2 separate regions of the Sus scrofa genome follow, and region 1 is linked to region 2. Evidence: chromatin contacts called from public HiChIP or PLAC-seq data. All regions are on one chromosome and are shown on one strand. The core of a region is the stretch at or near the end of the contact, and the rest is flanking DNA. Distances in the headings are between cores, read along the strand shown.

Evidence for each region. HiChIP or PLAC-seq counts read pairs in DNA pulled down with a chosen protein or histone mark.
Region 1: an H3K27ac HiChIP or PLAC-seq map of alveolar macrophages shows a contact between it and region 2. The contact joins the enhancer-like site here to the promoter of LOC110260125 in region 2. A contact is called at or near these places in 6 of 47 Hi-C or Micro-C datasets (embryonic fibroblasts, fetal skeletal muscle, mesenchymal stem cells and 3 more) and 2 of 2 datasets of contacts at active chromatin or transcription factors (alveolar macrophages and skeletal muscle).

What each region holds. Positions count from the first base shown.
Region 1 is chr3:86,715,109-86,717,999 of Sscrofa11.1, forward strand. All of the region lies in intron 2 of SPTBN1 (spectrin beta chain, non-erythrocytic 1), which reads right to left. Among named protein-coding and RNA genes, the nearest start is that of SPTBN1, 68 kb to the right of the region's middle. Within about 2 kb of position 1,328, at least 1 of the 83 cell types and tissues checked has an H3K27ac peak or open chromatin away from gene starts, as enhancers often do. A contact at or near this core is called in alveolar macrophages, where this site is marked.
Region 2 is chr3:86,582,184-86,584,990 of Sscrofa11.1, forward strand. It overlaps LOC110260125, which reads right to left and starts at 1,349. Exons shown (of 5, transcript XM_021088405.1): 1 at 1,251-1,349. The coding sequence starts at 1,349.

The DNA of each region.
Region 1 (2,891 bases), core at 78-2,577, 130 kb after region 2:
AGTGGTCCAGAAACACTGCAGTGACATGAAGAAGCACCAGACAAAGAAATCTTCAGCTTTAGCTCTTCTGGCCAAAAAGCTTAAAACCCTAGGAGCAGGCATATGCACCAGGGGCCAAACTGAGAGCATCATGGAAGGATGTCTGGTCCACGGTGTAATGGTCTGTACCAGCTTCCAAACAAACAATGCTCCAAACTTCCAAAAGCATCTCTGTCAGTTAACAATGCAGTAAGGAGATTGGATCCTGTAAGAACGAATATCTAAGACAAATACTCTCTGGTGGGAGAAAGACTAAGCTCCTGATTCTAACAATCAATTTGTCCTGTACTGTTTACAATAATTTACATGGAAAATATCTCAAAATATATGCATCAAAATCTTGAATGATCTTTAGGGTTGGGGATGGGTTTAGTGAAGAGGAAACATTCATTGTCCACTCTGCCATGTTTGGATTTTGAAAACTTTTTTATGCATTGTAAAGTACAATATACAATGAAATGCATTATTTTATGATGCCTCTTAATGTAAAATTCTTAAATACACAAAACTAACTTTCCAATGAGTATTGCAGAAATTAGGGAGAAATTTTCCCCAATGAAGTGGTACTTAGTGGTTCTCACCATGAATGGATGCTTCAGTCTGCCAAGTAAAAGTACATAATCCCATTCTGCCTTATGTGAGGCACTCTAGGGAAAGCCGAAAGAAACATAGCTTGTCACTGTCTTCAAGGAGTTTAGCAGGCAGCCAGAGAGAGAGAGAAAGTATGGATACATCCACCTTGAGCACACACACAAAGTTAATTAGGCTCAAGCTGGAGCCAGTGGAGAGGGCTTGGGTTTCCTGAAGACTTACAGGGTGATCCAAATGGTCCCATGCAATGCAGGGAGGGCCCGGGACCTGGCAAATGGCCTGGCATCTCCCTGACTTCAGTCCATCTGTTTCTTACGAGGGCAACAGACACAATCATGTGGCTAATAAAGCAATTTCACATACATGTTCAAGAAATCGAAGGCATCTGTAGAAATTTAAACCTGTATGGCAAAATGTTTATCAGCCTCACCCAGTAATATGTGCCCATTACCCGATCATGTCACTACCTTAGGGTTCTGAAAATTCACAGGCGTACAAGAAAGAAATCAAAGTTTTCCTTGAAAATTACCTAATGAGACTACAGAAGAGATAAGAATTGTGGAAAATTACCAACCAGAAAATGAAGTGACTAAGATTCAGGTTTGGGGGAAGTGTCACAACACTTCCACGTAATATGGTTGCATGCACTGACTGTTTTATACATAAAGTCTATTTCCCAAAAATAGTTATATGTGGGTAAGGAACATGCTAGTATTGTATTTACATCACTATATGGCTAAAAACGTCTGGAATGACACTCCATAACTGGGCACCTGTCATACTCTAAGAACGGCACTGGTCCTTAAGGCTCCAGAAGAAAGAATGGGATAGACTGTTTCCAAGTCACAAAATCACAAAGTAAATTCACCAGTTAACTTAGGTACAAACTGAATAACTTACTCTTTTTTCTTTTTTCCTTTGGTCGCATCTGGGTCAAGGATCAAACTTGCACCACAGCAGTGACCCACACCCCAGCAGTGACAATGCATGATCCTTAACCCACTGAACCACCAGGGAACTCCAGAAGAGCTTATTCTAATAAGGCTTATTCTTTTTTCTCTCTCTCTTTTTTTTTTTTGTCTTTTTAGGGCTGCACCCACAGCATATGGAGGTTCCCAGGCTAGGGGTCTAATCGGAGCTGTAGCCACAGGCCTATACCACAGCCACAGCAATGCAGGATCCAAGCTACATCTGCAACTTACACCAGAACCCCTGACAACACCGGATCCTTTACCAACTGAAATGAGGCCAGGGTTCAAACCCACAGTCTCATGGATACTAGTTGGTTTACTACCACTGCGCCATCACAGGAACTCCCTAACAAGGCATATTCTAAAGACTGCCATGCTAATGTTCATTCCTCTTTGTTTACGTTTTCAAAGATCTTAAAGGAAGCTGTAACATTATGGGTTGCTTTGTTTTGAGGAAGCAATTAGTCAATGGTGAATGTCCCCTTGCCATTTTATAAAAGTTTTACCTGTGAATAGAGAACATCAATTTATCTGAAAACATGCCGTGAACATTTCCTGTTATGTACTGCCATCTGCCCAACGCCTGTCCCCTTTTTCGAGAAGAGCTCCAGGTGGTTCCAAGGAAAGCTGTCATGTTCTTCCATCCCTCTATACCCCACACCACAGTTCACTGGATCAGGAGTCGCCTCCTGACCAAAGCCTAGTAAAAATTATAGCTTCCTTATCAAACAGCCCCAATGTTTCCAAATGGAACTAGAAAAATAGGTCAAGGAGTGGACAGTAAAGTCCAGGGGCAGATGGCAACCACATTTCCTGTTACCTGGAAGATCACCTGCCAGGGCAGAGACAAAAGCTAAAATCAAAAGGTAGAGATGGAAAGCCTTCATTTCTGTTGTCGTGGGGCCTGTCTACACTTGGCCTTTTCCTCAGATTGGCTGTTTAGCTCTTCCCTGGATCACATAAGACACTCCAATATCTTACCCCAAAAGTCCTAATATAAAGTACCTTCCCCACCACACCACAATTCTGCACCAGAAATGTCCACCATAGCTCCAAGTGCCAGCCAAACCCCCTCTAAGTCATGGATGACGGGGCTGGTACGTTTTATACATATGCCTTCCTGCTCCTCAGCCATGTTCGGGATACCTCTTCTCAAGGTAACCATCTCTAAGTAGCCAGTTGGTCATGACCTGGTATGAAAAGATTATCTGGGCCCGTCAGAGCCCCATCTCCATCCTCAACCTCACAGACATCTCAAGTAGAGAAAGTACTGAGGGATTTACCAATGAG
Region 2 (2,807 bases), core at 99-2,598:
TAATTAGATTGGTGGTGGTATTATTGCTATTCTGCGTTTATGCATGTATTTTGGGATAAAGCACATGAGTAATTTATAGGATATTCTAATTCTATGCCTCCTGTATCCTTGAGAGCCCTGATCCTGATTCTGATTCTGAGCGAAAATGATTAGGACACAATATAGGAAATCTTAAGAAAAAAACCCCACAGTCCTGAATTCAGGTTATTTTCTCTTAGCTTAATCCACCGATAAACCCAGGAAACAAGGACAAACTAGTAGCAACAGGCTTTGCTAGCACACAAATTATAGTTGTGAAATAATATTTTCCATGCAAAGAAACCAGGGATTCTTAGAGAAATCTCTGATTGCAGGTCTGCAAGAAATGTCCTGGATGAGCCTGGGACACTGTCATGCCAGATGAGGAAGGTGTCAAAGATTTCTAGGTTGTATTAAAAGGCCTCAGAAGCCAGTTTGAAGGGTCTTCCACCAGCCAAAGATGAGACATTTTAAGGTTTCAAAAAGGGTAATTTATTGAGGGTTGGTGTTGAAAAATGGAAAGTGAAAATTTCACCATGACTTTCAATGGTGAGAAAAGTCTTGAGATTTGGTGGACAGGAGTTTTACTTTTTTTCTTTGATGGCTTTCTGGGTTATGGATCATGGTTAGAAAGGCCAGCTCAAATCATGGTAGAGACTCAAGTATTTATCCTAGTTCTCCTACACGAATCCTACCACTAGATGAAATATTTAAGTATTCCAATGGATAATGAAACGAATGTAACCTGAAGCAAATATCATAGCCCCATCCTATACACAACCAACCCTAAAAGTGCCAAAAACTTGGTGAGAAGATAACACTGCTCAGTTTGGGACACCGAAGATCTGTGGCCATATGAAGCTTCATCATTCTAGGTACCTCCAAGAAAACACAACACCGAGGCTGGTGAACTGAAGATGCATTCCAACTTCAGAGGTATTCCAATGTAACAAAAGCGGCCTTTAATTAAACAAGAATGTCCACTTCCTAGTCTTAATTTACTGCTTCTCACATCTCAGAAATACCCACAAACCAGTTTTATCACCCCTCCTGTATCAAAAATTCAAGTAACATAGTGCATTATAGAAGCAAAAACATACACAATTCTTAAAATTTAAAAGTGTATGGTTTTTAAAAAGCCACTATTTAGCCTGACAAGATTGAAGATCACGATCCTACACAGCCTATAACTTCAGCCCATGGACATGACGTTGTTGGGATTTACTAATCACATCTGCCGATGTCGGCATCTGACAACCCCCAGAAGCCAGGCTTCTATGGCTGTTCCACCTCTCGCTGCCCATCGTCTTCCACTTTCTGGCCTCAGGCATCCTCCGCAGGGGCAGTGAAGGGAGCACATACCACCACACCCAGGCGGTGGGGTCTGCAAAACCTCTGGAATTATGTGCAAAATGTTCCATCCATATTTACTTTTTGTGGGATTCTGGGACTGCTGGTTGATTTCCTTTGGAGTGTAGCCTGCCTGCCATCTGCCGGGCTTTGTCAGGTAGGCTGTAATCATGGTTATTTTCCAAGATGCTTTTTCTGACTAAACATTTTGGTCTGAGGTTCACCTGTTGAGAACTGAACAACTTGATTCCAATACAGAGTAAGGCAAGGGCAAGAGCATGTCATGGTGAGATAAATGGTCTTGGGTACAGGTGAGAAGAGAGGAGGAGACGGCGAGGTCTCAATTCGCCCTGGGGAAGCAGAAGGCTCTGATGCCAGAAAGTGGCGGAGCCCAGGACTGATGTCACACGAGGCATGGCCTCTGTGGAAGAAATTACTGAAAACCTGTAACACTGGCACCCATTGCTGCTTTATGTAAGAAAACATGCAAGTGGTATAGAGTCCATAGAACCAGATAAAATAGACAAGCATAACATGGATATCTAACCCTTGACCCCTGCTGGCAGCGAAGTGACCCACAGGCCACACCTTGCCTGTCATCTGTTTTTGTATGATCTCTGTAAAATATTTTACACCTTAAATGTTTTTTATTTTTATTTATTATTTATTTTTTTTGCTTTTTAGGGCTGCACCCTCGGCCTATGTAGGTTCCCAGGCTAGGGGTCAAATAGGAGCTACAGCTGCTGGCCTGCACCACAGTCACAGCAACATGGATTCCGAGCCGTGTCTGCAACCTATACCATAGCTCATGGCCACACTGGATCCTTAACCCACCGAGCAAGACCAGGGATCAAACCCTCAACCTCATGGTTACTAGTCGGATTCATTTCTGCTGTGTCACAAAGGGACTCCTTAAATGTTTTCTTAAAAAAAAGTCAAAAAGATTCATATATATGTTATAATTTTGTTTTTTTAGGGCCACACCCGAGGCATATGGAAGTTTCCAGGCTAGGAGTCGCATTGGAGCCGCAGCCACCAGCCTGCACCAAAGCCACAGCAACATGAGATCCAAGCCACATCTGCAACCTACACCACAGCTCACAGCAACGGCAGATCCCTATTAACCCAATGAGCAAGGCCAGGGATAGAACCCACTTCCTCATGGATACTAGTCAAGTCTGTGCTGAGCCATAAAGGGAACTCCCCAAAAGAAATACCGTGGCACGTGAAAATGATAGGAAATTCAAATTTGTGACCATGCATGAAGTTTTACTGGAACACAACCATAGCCAATGGCTCATGTATCGTCAATGGCTACTTCTGGACTACACAACGGCAGGGTTTTAACAGAGAGAGTATGGTCCACAAAGCCTAAAATATTTACTTATCTCTGGCCATTTATAGACGAGGTTTTCCAACACCTGCCTTAGAGCTCAGGT